Regions from separate parts of the Xenopus laevis genome. Here region 1 is linked to region 2. Evidence: chromatin contacts called from public Hi-C data. All regions are on one chromosome and are shown on one strand. The core of a region is the stretch at or near the end of the contact, and the rest is flanking DNA. Distances in the headings are between cores, read along the strand shown. Region 1 overlaps atp6ap1l.L (V-type proton ATPase subunit S1-like protein). Region 2 overlaps vcan.L (versican L homeolog).

Evidence for each region. Hi-C and Micro-C count contacts between places; a contact is called where the count stands out from the background.
Region 1: a contact with region 2 is called in a Hi-C map of the XL177 cell line, with 6 times the contacts expected there. The contact joins two enhancer-like sites. A contact is called at or near these places in 2 of 4 Hi-C or Micro-C datasets (the XL177 cell line and the XTC cell line).

What each region holds. Positions count from the first base shown.
Region 1 is chr1L:197,456,495-197,462,597 of Xenopus_laevis_v10.1, forward strand. atp6ap1l.L (V-type proton ATPase subunit S1-like protein) reads right to left here. Exons shown (of 7, transcript XM_018264778.2): 7 at 4,404-5,054. The coding sequence ends at 4,722. Among protein-coding and RNA genes, the nearest start is that of atp6ap1l.L, 38 kb to the right of the region's middle. Within about 2 kb of position 4,762, at least 1 of the 7 cell types and tissues checked has an H3K27ac peak or open chromatin away from gene starts, as enhancers often do.
Region 2 is chr1L:196,830,980-196,837,246 of Xenopus_laevis_v10.1, forward strand. All of the region lies in intron 14 of vcan.L (versican L homeolog), which reads right to left. Among protein-coding and RNA genes, the nearest start is that of vcan.L, 65 kb to the right of the region's middle. Within about 2 kb of position 1,427, at least 1 of the 7 cell types and tissues checked has an H3K27ac peak or open chromatin away from gene starts, as enhancers often do.

The DNA.
Region 1 (6,103 bases), core at 3,512-6,011, 630 kb after region 2:
TCCAACTTAAGTTGTCATTCCCCTTTTAACAAGTGGAACCACATCGGCTTTCTGCCAGTCTCACGGAACACTGAGAAATGGGATCAAGTCCTTGAGTATTGAATGAAATGCTTTTGCAAATTCAGAACCTAGCTTACCTCGAACAGATAACAATTGGGACTGGCCCATTACATATTTACATCTTACCTACGAAGCTTATTCATCAATATCTGAAATGCAGTTACCAAAAGGATTCCCTAATGTTTACATTTTATCACAGATACTAAACACTTTCCTGACTGTCAGCAGATCAGTGTGTCAGAATGTGTTTTACTGCTTTGAGTACTAGTCTATTCTACGGGGTGTTAGAGCTCAGCAGAAGCACTGAACTCTAACATCCTACTGAAATGTTCATTCCTGAAATTGAATGATCACTGCATTGATATGTACAGTATACAATGTAAGTTAATGGGGGAATGAACAATTTGTAAAAGGCCGGCCCTAAAATAAGACATTCCAGCTTGAAAAAGAGCTTGGTAGATTTGAAAGGATCTATATTTTTTACAGAGCAGTAAATCACTTAGTAAAAAGTACCAAATTTAAATAAACACGGTCTTTGTTTTGAAAACAAGAACAGCCTATGCCATGTTTATCATATGGATTAGGAGATGCTCTTAAGATAAAAGAGAGGCTCCTCTTTCAAAGTTTGCTAAAGTTCTTACCACCTCTAGCCACCAATCAGCATGTAGCATTTACTGTGCACTTATAGGTTACAGCACCTGAGCAAAGTTCTTGCCGTTTCTTACATATGGAGGACAGTGCTTTAAATTCAGGGGCAGGCTTACTAAGCTCGAGTGAAGGATTCGAATGAAAAAAAATTCGAATTTCGAAGTTTTTTTTGGGTACTTCGACCATCGAATGGGTCAAATTCTATCGAATTGAATGATTCGAAGGATTCGAAGTAAAAATCGTTCGACTATTCGATAGTCAAAGTACTGTCTCTTTAAAAAATACTTCGACGACATACTTCGCCAGTTTAAACCTACCGAGGTTCAATGTTAGCCTATGGGGACCTTCCCCAGCACTTTTCTACGTTGTTTGTGGTTGAATAAAAATCCTTTGATCGATCGATTAAAATCGTTCGATTCGAAGGATTTTATTGTTCGATTTTTATTCGATCGTTCAATTAAAGTTTTTGCGGTACATCCTTAGAATTCGATATTCGAATTTGAAGGATTTTACTTCGAGGGTTGAAATCGAGGGTTTTTTAACCCTTGAAATTCGACCCTTAGTAAATCTGCCCCTCAGTGTTATTTACTTAAAACGTTTAAGAGCTGATTTATGAACTTAGGTACTAAAGTGCACTAGTGTAGCTGCCAACAGCAACCAATCAGCAATTAGCTTTGAACAGTCTGCTAGTAGTTAGGAAATGAAAGCAGGGGTCTGATTGACAGCTATGGCTAAAGCTGAACATACACAGACCCTTAAAGGACATGTAAAGCCTACATTTTCCTATCATGTATATAAGTTGGGCATATCTTCCACACCCATGTACTGTATATACCCCCTCCATTTGCCAGCGCCATCACATTTTCCTAAAACAAATAGCAGCTTTCACCCGGCGACCATTTTTCCTCTGACATCATCAGTAACATTGAGACACGTATGATGTAAACTTTATGCAATGCAGAATGCAGATTTATACAGGCACAACATACTTTGATAAAAAGTTCTGCTGGGGTTGAGCACTGTAATGGTTAACCTGAGCTCAGGAGAGGTGGTTAGGAGAAAAAAATAGTATCTGACAGCTAGAGTTTCTATGGGAACGCTATCTCTTCATTGGCTGTTAGACTGAAGGGCGTGTTTAGTAATCTGAGCTGAGAAGAACTGAGCATGCTCATGAGCCAACAGCCAACGCAAATTCCTGAGGGAGGGGGCAGAGGGGGGGAGAAGAATTTATAAGTGATTAAGGGGATGCTGCAGCCTTACTGTTAACCTTTTAACAACCAGAATGGCAGTTATCTAAAGATTTCAAAGAGGCTGTTCACTGATTACATTTTTGTGGAGGGGGTTTACATGTCCTTTAATCAGTAACTCAATTGGGCAGGTTTGAAAAATCCCTTTAGACAAGGACTAGGGGCCAGTTAGGTAGATGAATCCATCCAGTTTGGCCCAGCATGCAACTTTGCCAAACAAGCAGATTTTTATGGCCAGTTTAACTGCACGAGTGCAGTTTAGCATCATAAACTCCTTAGTGTGCAGAATCACTTGATGTTGCTACATCCGTGCATCAATAATATTGCCATATTTATTAATCCCACACTAAGCCACTCCTGATTGAATCAAAGCCCATCTGAGGTAGGGTTAAAGCAACATAGAATAGTATACATTGCAGAAGATGAACGCTGGAGATGCCTGCCTTGCATGGGAGTGTACAGCATATAGTAAATTACAGTATATTAAACTGGTTTCTCCCAGTGTCTGTGTGCTTAGAACATGTCACTAAGATAACACATGTATTTAGAGGTTCTATAATGTTCTCTGCTTATCTGTCAGATATAGGATCCATTATCTGGAAACACATTATCCAGAAAGCTCCATTTTACAGGAAGACCTTCTACTATAGACTCAATTTTAATTAAATCATTTTTTAAATGTATTTTCTTTTTCCCTGTTATAAGAAGACAGCACCTTGTACTTGATCCCAACCAAGTACAAGATATAATTAATTCTTATTGGAAACAAAACCAGCCTTTTGGGTTTATTTAGAGGCACATTTATCAAGGGTCGAATTTCGAATTCATGTGAGTTTTTTTAAAACTCCCACAAACTCGAAATTCGACCAATCGCAATTTATTAATAAAATAGAATTTTCTCAGCTCGGACGAATTTTATTGGATTTGATTTGAATTAAAAAAACTCGAATGTCAGGAAGGTTGCAGACATATCCAAATTGATCACTGGACCTCTCCCATTGACTTATACAGCAATTCGGCAGGTTTAAGGTGGTGAATCGTCGAATTTGAGTTCTTAAAGGGCCAGGGTATGGTAAATCTCAAAATTTGAATTCAAATTAAAAAATCGAAAATTCTAATTTGATTTTTAACTTCGACCTTTAATAAATCTGTCCCTCAATGTTTACATGGCTTTTTAGTAGACTTAAGGTATGCAGATCCCTTATCTGGAAAACCCTAGGTCATTCTGGATAACAGGTCCCATACTACACCATACTTTCATACTAAAAATGCTACATGGCATCGGTGATTTACCTCCTCGCCTATAATTTTCAACTTTTTGATGCAATGGCCATGCAGCATTTTTGCCGTTGACAAGGGGAGATGAGTCTGATGGAATTGCGACAGATCTGTTAAAACGTACAAAATTGCACTTCAACACAAGTCCACGTAATTACCAACATTTGCTGTGAAACATGTACATATTTTGGTGCATCTGCTCTTAGTGATGTAGGGTGATTTGGGAATACTAAAACCACCGCCTGGTTCAGAAGTTGCAATAGCTCCAGGGTCCCCCTGCATCAGTGGGTGCAGCAGGGCTCAAATCTAAGCAGGAAGGAAATGCAGAAGTACAAGGAACACATGTTGACACAAGTAGCTGTAATGAATGGGATTTCTCACACAAATGACTGGAGGCCAGGGGCGATCCAAGTCAACCGGGCACCCTGGGCAACCCAGCCGGCCACCTCACTAACTCCCATGTGAGCACGCACAAACGTGCAAGATCATGTGCAGTTACATAGGGGGGGGGCTGTAGTGACAAGAGGGGCAGGGGCGCTCCACCAATGAGGCGAGTTGAAACACTCGCCTCAGGCAGCAGCGCCCCCCTGGTTGCCAGGGGAGGCAAAAATGGTGCTCCTGGTAACTAAGAGACGAATTTCCGGTATTCAACCCGGAAATTCGGCTCTTCTGGGGCAGAGAGCTCAATTGCGCTCTGTGCACTAAGCGACGTGGACTGCCCCTGCCCTCTCCGGCAATGTAAAGGTTAGTGCAGTGGGGAGGGGTGGGGGCTGCAAAAGAAGGCCGTCTCAGAATCGCCCCTGAAGAGGGGTAAGCAGCAGATGGAACAAGTGACCCTGGACTAGGAGTAGAAAGAAGACCCTTCAAAAGGTACCTGCCCAGCCCCCCTCTCCCCCATGGTTGCGCCCTAGGCATGTGCCTCTTCTGCCACCTCCTAGTTCTGGCCTTGGGGCCCACAAATGTGATGCGTTAAGTAAATGAGCCCTTTCATGTCCAGACAACCAATCAAAAATGTATTTGATTCCTCCATTGTAATTAAACATTAAACTCAAATGTATGATTGGTTGCTATGAGTTGATGCCCCAAGACGGCTCCTTCTGCTTATCTAACTTGTGTCCCTACTAAAAGATGGTTTTAATTGTTTCACTTAATTATTAATTCATGGGGTATAAATTTAAAAATATCACTATGTCCAACGACGAACTAAGAATTTATGAAGTTTATTATCAGCTGCATCCTTTTTATTCTCAGGAAAACAAATCCCCCAGACCGACTGGGAACCCGATGTTAAAGAGACGTTTCTCCAAATCATTTCACTGCCCTTTCACAACGGTTTGCTGGGGCTGGTGGTCTCTATAGAGTTACTGCGTTGCTCAAGAGTTTATTTTATAAGCTGTGTCTCTGGGGAGTCATTTCTTGGAAACTGTGTTTAATACAAAATCAAAATAACAGAAATACACAAAGGGGAAACAATGGTCAATTCTAGTGCTAATAGGGAACAGATGTAGACGGCTGCATGTGACGCTTGCTGTGCTGCTGCTGCTGCTGTCTCAGTTCATAACATTCTTGTAGACGGCCACTTAGGGGCTCCCTCTCATCTTCGGGAGAATAGTCTTTTGTTTTGGGGAAGTAGGTGGTAGAATGTTTCCTTTGATAGTGTTTGTCAATTGATTTCAAATGGATCAGCATGTGGAGCGCATAGGCCAGGACAAGCAGCAGAACAAGGGACATGACAAGGCCCATAAGGATGGCAGGAGACATGTAGGTCGTGCAGTCTCTAGCAGAGCCAAAATGGCCGTCTTCTGCATGAAATGCCTGTATCTGAGTAGGAAACAATAGTCAGCATTCAAACCCTGACATTCAAAGAAATTATGCCAAAAGATGACAGAAATCTTTACACACTAGATTTTTTTTACATACTGCTATATAACAGGTATGGGATCTGTTATCTGCAAACCCATTATCCAGAAAGCTCCAAATTACAGAAAGGCCATCTCCCAAAAACTCTGTTATATCCAAATAACAAATATCCATCTCTGTAATAATAAAACAGTACAAGTATTGCATCCATACTCGGAAACCCGTTATCCCGAATTATGAGAAGGCTGTCTCCCATAGGGGCAAATTCACTAAGCCGCGAAGCGCCGAACGCTAGCGTTAATTCGCTAGCGTTTGGCATTTTCGCTACTGCGCAAATTCACTAACGAACGCTGGCGTAGTTTCGCTAGTGTTACTTCGCAACCTTACGTCAGGCGAATTTTCGCTAGCGACGAAACTACGCAAATTCACTAACTTGCGCAGTCTACTGAACGCTACCTTTTACGCTAGACTTCTTTTGCCACCTCAGACCTGGCGAAGCGCAATAGAGTAGATAGGGATTGTTTAAAAAAAAATCAAAATTTTTTCTAAGTCCCAAAAAACGCTGGCGTGTTTTCTACATTATGGGTGATAGGCTGAAAAAGATCAAAACATTTTTTGGGGCTCCCCTCCTTCCCCCCTACATTTCCTGACTCATGGCAACTTACCTAGACAGTGGGCACATGTGTAGGGCAAAATAAAATTTTTATGTGCTGATTTGAAGGTTTTCTAGGCATTTGTAGTGCAGATACGTGTTCCTCCATTGAAATTTGAATTTCGCGCCGTATGCAAATTGGCCTTCGCTAGCGCAACTTCGCTTCATATAGCGAATCAACGCTAGCGCAACTTCGCAACCTTTCGCTACCCCTGTCGCAACTTCGGATTTTGGTGAATTTGCGGAGCCCTGGCGAAACTACGCCTGGCGAAGTGCGGCGAAGTTGCGCCTGGCGCAACTTCGCATCTTAGTGAATTTGCCCCAATGACTCAATTTTATCTAAATAATGCAATTTTCA
Region 2 (6,267 bases), core at 177-2,676:
GGTAAGGTCACACTGTGAGATTCTGGGAGATTTAGTCCCCTGGTGACTAATCACCTCTCCTTTGGGGTGACTAATCTCCCCGAACTGATTTCCCCTTTATTCCACCAGCTAGAATGAAAAAACGCCTGCGGCATGGCACTCGCATCGATTTGTTTTCTGAAGTTGCCTCACGAGGAAACTTCGGGCGACTTAGGAAAACGAAGCGCCGCAAGTGCCATGCTGCAGACGTTTTTTCATTCCAGCAGCGGAAGCAGTTCAGGGAGATTAGTCGCCCCAAAGAAGAGGCAATTAGTTGCCGGGCGACTAACTCTCCCCAAATCTCACAGTGTGACATTACCCTTAACGGGGGCCCCTGTCCAAATGTTTGACTTCAATGGAGTCAGAACTGAAATTCATTGATCCAGCAACTAATTTTGCAAAATGTACTACCGTTTTAGGACCTGTTTTCCAGAATGCTCGGGACCTGGGGTTTTCCGGATAATGGATCTTTCGATAATTGGGATCTTCATAATTAAAGTCTACTACAAAATTATTTAAACATTAATAAACTCAATGGACTGGTTTTCAATAAGGACCAATTATATCTTAGTTTGGATCAAGTACACTGTACTGTTTTATCACTACAGAGAAAAAGGAAATCATTTTTAAAAATTTGGATTATTTGGATAAAATTCAGTCTATAGAGGATGGCCTTTCCTTAATTTGGAGCTTTCTGGATAACAGGTTTCAAGATAATGGGTCTCATTCCGGTACCAAATAATTAAATAAGCTTTTTTATTTCCTCCAAACTCTATTTTTTGTTGATATTTTAAGGATTCATGAATGTTGGATTTTTATTCAACTAGTTTGTTCCACATCTTGACGCCTGACACTTTATGGCTTCACATCTCATTACATCACTGAACACCTCTCGGCTTTACCCCTTTGGTTTCTCCCAAGGTTAATGCCAAACAGCTTTAACAGAACAGATTCACTTTATGCTCCTTTTTTAATCTTCTGTCAACACGTTGGCCGCTTTCCCGCTAGGATACTTAGTTCTGATTTTAAAGATAAAAATAATAAATATATGGGTCGGATTTCACTTTACGCAAATGAATCATAAACAGCTTTGCAGCTGTCGGTTTTGTGACTCATGCGCAACTTCAGATATGTTTATTGAATAATTTGCATGTCATAAAATTGTTCTGATAAGTCAGAAGTTCTGGATACAGAACACTGAGCATTCCGCTGTGGTATATGTTAGGAGATTGGGGGAGATGGCTGTCATGCTGGTTGACAGTTGGGTTCCAAGTCGGGGAAAATACTAATACTCTTAATTGTTTCTGTCTTTTTAAAAGAAAACTGATCAAAATAGACACAGATAAGCAATGCAAATTGTCTAAATCCTTCTCTAGCGTCTAAAGCTTTTCTCCTTTTGTTCACTATAGAGCCATTGAGTGCACATTCCCACTAATGTTTTCCCTTGTAAAGCCAAGGAATTAATTGTGCATACAGAGCTAAGTCAACCAGGCAAATTCTCAGTTCAGTTGCATTAAGGATCACATTTCCTCTTTATTTGTGCATCAGATACAATCTAAACAGCCCAAGGCCAACTGGCTCAAGTCGTAGCTTGCTTAGTTGATACTGTCTGATGGCTGGGATACACAGGCTGCATAACCACGGAACACTATAACCGATAGATTTACTAACTTTCCAGGCAAAGGGACTGTCGTTTCTGGAAGTTGGTTCATTCAAAAGATATTGCAGTTCAAAAATAGCTCTGACAGCTTATCATTTGCAGAGATAATTTTCCATTTAAATAAGCTTAAGACAAAATGGGTGTTCTTTTGGCCGCTCACAAACTTTAAAATCATCGGTTCCACTCGGTGTACCCCTAACAACTGATTTAGCCAAAATAATGACCTCACGATAAGGTCCTCAGCTTGATCAGCAACATGGAGTCAAATCACACAATTTAAAAATCATAATAGTTGGTCATTTCAACAAATAGAGTTAATTTGGAGCTTCCATTTTATTCATACAGATTATATCAGAGGACAGCTATGAGAGGCTCTGTGATGCTTGGGCTCCAACCAACAACAGACTTACACCTCAGTCCTTACATATTTACATAGTTACATAGTTAAATTGGGTTGAAACAAGACAAAGTTCATCAAGTTCAACCCCTCCAAATGAAAACCCAGCATCCATACATACACCCCTCCCTACTTTTAATTAAATTCTATATACCCATACCTATACTAACTATAGAGTTTAGTATCATAATAGCCTTTGATATTATGTCTTTCCAAAAAATCATCCAAGCCATTCTTAAAGGTATTAACTGAATCAGCCATCACAACATCACCCGGCAGTGCATTCCACAACCTCACTGTCCTGACTGTGAAGAACCCCCTACGTTGCTTCAAATGAAAGTTCTTTTCTTCTAGTCTAAAGGGGTGGCCTCTGGTACGGTGATCCTCTTTATGGGTAAAAATGTCCCCTGCCATTTGTCTATAATGTCCTCTAATGTACTTGTAAAGTGTAATCATGTCCCCTCGCAAGCGCCTTTTTTCCAGAGAAAACAACCCCAACCTTGACAGTCTACCCTCATAATTTAAGTCTTTCATCCCTCTAACCAATTTAGTTGCACTTTGTCTCTGCACTCTCTCCAGCTCATTTATATCTCTCTTAAGGACTGGAGTCCAAAACTGCACTGCATACTCCAGATGAGGCCTCACCAGGGACCTATAAAGAAGCATAATTATGTTTTCATCCCTTGAGTTAATGCCCTTTTTTATGCAAGACAGAACTTTATTTGCTTTAGTAGCCACAGAATGACACTGCCCAGAATTAGACAACGTGTTATCTACAAAGACCCCTAGATCCTTCTCGTTTAAGGAAACTCCTAACACACTGCCATTTAGTGTATAACTTGCATTTATATTATTTTTGCCAAAGTGCATAACCTTGCATTTATCAACATTGAACCTCATTTTCCAGTTTGCTGCCCAGTTTTCCAATTTAGACAAATCACTCTGCAAAGTGGCCGCATCCTGCATGGAACCTATAGTTCTGCACAATTTAGTATCATCTGCAAAAATAGAAACAGTACTTTCAATGCCCACCTCCAGGTCATTAATAAACAAGTTGAAAAGCAAGGGACCTAGTACAGAGTCGACTCCTTGATCCCTTTAACACCAACACTTATGCCCAATAAAGTTTGGCACATAACGTGCGCATTAGTAAACCACAGAAACATAAAAGCCAGTTCCATGTAGAGTAGACAAATATTAGCTTGTATGTCTTAAGCTGGAAATGCAGAAAGAAAATAAATAATGACAAAACAATACTTTCTATTTTGGATTATGCATTCCGTGAATATTTTCTTATCCCACTGTTGCCCAAGGGTAATAACTCGCGGGGTGTTTTGTCCATATAGGGATTAGTAGCTCCTCTGGGCATGGGATACAATTCTTGCCTCCATTCACTTGTGTGGTAATTGCTTATGACTATGGGGGCATTCACTTTGCATGCGTAAGTCAATGAGAGTCAACTTTGAGAATTCTGTTTCCTATCACTACATTAATGTAGGGATGCATGAAATTGCCCCTTGTACCAGTGTCCTAAGGTCCCTGCTGTTTCTGTAGGGCTTTAACACCTCAGAAAAGTCTAAAGTAAATGTGATCCAGGTCCTCTCCTGAATCCTCTCCTTGTACTGTGTCACTGAGATCATCATATCAATGTCAAATTGCCAGCATGCAAATAAACCATTTTCATAATAATATACTTTTTTAGTAGTATGTGCCATTAGGTAATTACAAACCGAAAATTGCCATTTTAAGAACTAAGGGCCGCCCCCTGGGATCCTACGAATCACGGTGCACACAAACCATACATGTTAGGTCACATGAGCCAATTAACGGACAAAGTTCTGTCATTACTTCCACACTTCTTCCTGTTACAGTTAGAGCTGCAGTATTTCTGGTCAGGTCATCTCTGAGGCAGCACACAGACCATCACAAAATGGTGGCTTAAGGCAAGAGATGTAAAACGGCAATATTTACTTAAATATATATTCCAGTTGGGTAAGATTCTTTTATATCTCACTTAATATAATATAAACTATCTGTTGCTTAAGTATTAATTTTGGGGGTTAAGTTTTCCTTTAAGCTGGCCTTGCACACTGAAGGTTAATTACTGATTGGATGGCCAGAATTGAACCCCTCTGGATTTTAAACCTGTAAAATCTTAAGTTGGGTACTAAAAAAAAAATAAAGCTGGTTACAACCCCTGTACAGCATAATGAATGAAATGTTAAACCTCTAATGTCATCTGGGGTGAGTTTGCTTTAATGGCAATTAATGGAGCCAAGATGTAGACAAGAAAGTCAGTTTATGAGGATATCCCTTTGTATACTCAGATCTCACGGGCGCTGAGCTCGTTTTAAAGGGCTTTATAAATAGTACCTCGGACATGGTTATATTGCGAATACCTTATAAGGGAATTCCAGTTCAACAGGAGAGATTAGAGGGCGTTGGGCTCATTTAAACACTGCATTAATGTTCTGCTTGTCTTAAAGACATCAACCAAAGGTGACATTCAAAAGGTGGATTAAAGAGCTTCAAGAAGCTTTAAAGAAAGCAACAATGGCTTGTTCAGCTTTGTACCTTTATTTCTCTATTATTGAACGCTATAAGGAAGCCATACTCAAAAATCATTATTTTAGTACATTACAGGGTGGCCATCTCCCATAGGCTCCTTTTTTCTCTGTAATAATCAAACAGTACCTTGTACTTGATCCCAACTAAGATATAATTAATCCTTATTGGAGGCAACACTTAATTTAATGTTTAAATTATTTTTTAGTAGACAAAGTACAGAGATCCAAATTACAGAAAAATCCCTTATACGGAAAACCTAGGTCCCCACAAGCATTTTGGATAATAATAACATGACTATGAAGATTTTCATTCATCCAGGTCATGTTCTATCTAATATAAGTAATTCTAAAACAACTGGACTTGCTGAGTAATCATTGAAGACGTTTTACTTCTCATCCGAGCAGCTTCTTCAGTTCAACTGACTGGTGTGGGAAGTTCTCGGCATATAAACGCTTCCATTGTGATTGGATTAGTGGAAGAGTTTATATGAAGAGAACTTCCCACACCAGTCAGTTAAACCGAAGAAGCTGCTCGGATTACTCAGCAAGTCCAGTTGTTTTAGAATTACTTATAATAGATATAATAATAACATATTTAAACAAATCAGAAGTATGTTGGATCAGCACATTTAGAATTCTGAGTGCAGCAACATGGCATAGCCTAATTCCAAAATACATATCAGATTTACAGAGAGCATTTAGTGGTAGATTAGGATAAATAATGAAATAAGGATACTGTTTCTATCAGCCAATCATCAATTTAGATAATGTCTAAGCGACATCTTAGCTTTGGCTCTGTGGCAGTCACTGCTAGGAGATACCAAAAATATACTAACATGGCTGTTTTGACTTCAACAGGCCTTAAATTCAAATTTTTGAATAGCCAACTGGTATGAGAAGCTGAGCACACCTGCCTATAGTTCTGCAAACCATCTGTTTCTCTGTATTGGACAATGACATCAATGATAATATCAGTGAACCCAATACTTGCAAAGAATATTGGGTCATCAACATTCCTACTTCTTTAGTTATGCTTTAGTTCTCCTTTAAAAAAAACGGCCCCCATACTTTTTAGAGAGGTCTCCATGTTGCCATTAGGTGCACAATGAAGTAAAAACAAATTCAGAGAAAGGTTATGAAGCCCTGCTGTAGCAGCTGGCACAACAGAAAGGGATTGTGCACATATTATCCATAGGGGTGAAAGTCTCCAGCATAATAATTCAACCCATTTGCTTCTAGACGTACAGTACCTGAAATGTTCCCAGCCAGAGCACAGATTGGGGGTCACAGGGAAAAAGTAAATTAAAATGGACCCAGAATAAGAAATCATAGGAACCAATCAAATTTAGCATCAAAGCTCGTTCAGTCCAGTGTTACTCAGTGGAGAACGTGCTTCTATAGGTAGACAGGAGGTATGATCACTGACAATCACTTTACCTATATCACATGAGCCAATATCATATCAAGCTGTTGTTTTTCTTCATTATTATTGATTAATTACATTAATTAAATGTCATTGTTATCATCAGGTATTAAGTATGGAGCGATTCATGGATTTTACAGGTATAGAGTGACAGTTTGTAAAATTGTACCTATTAAATATGAATATTAAATATTCAGGCTTT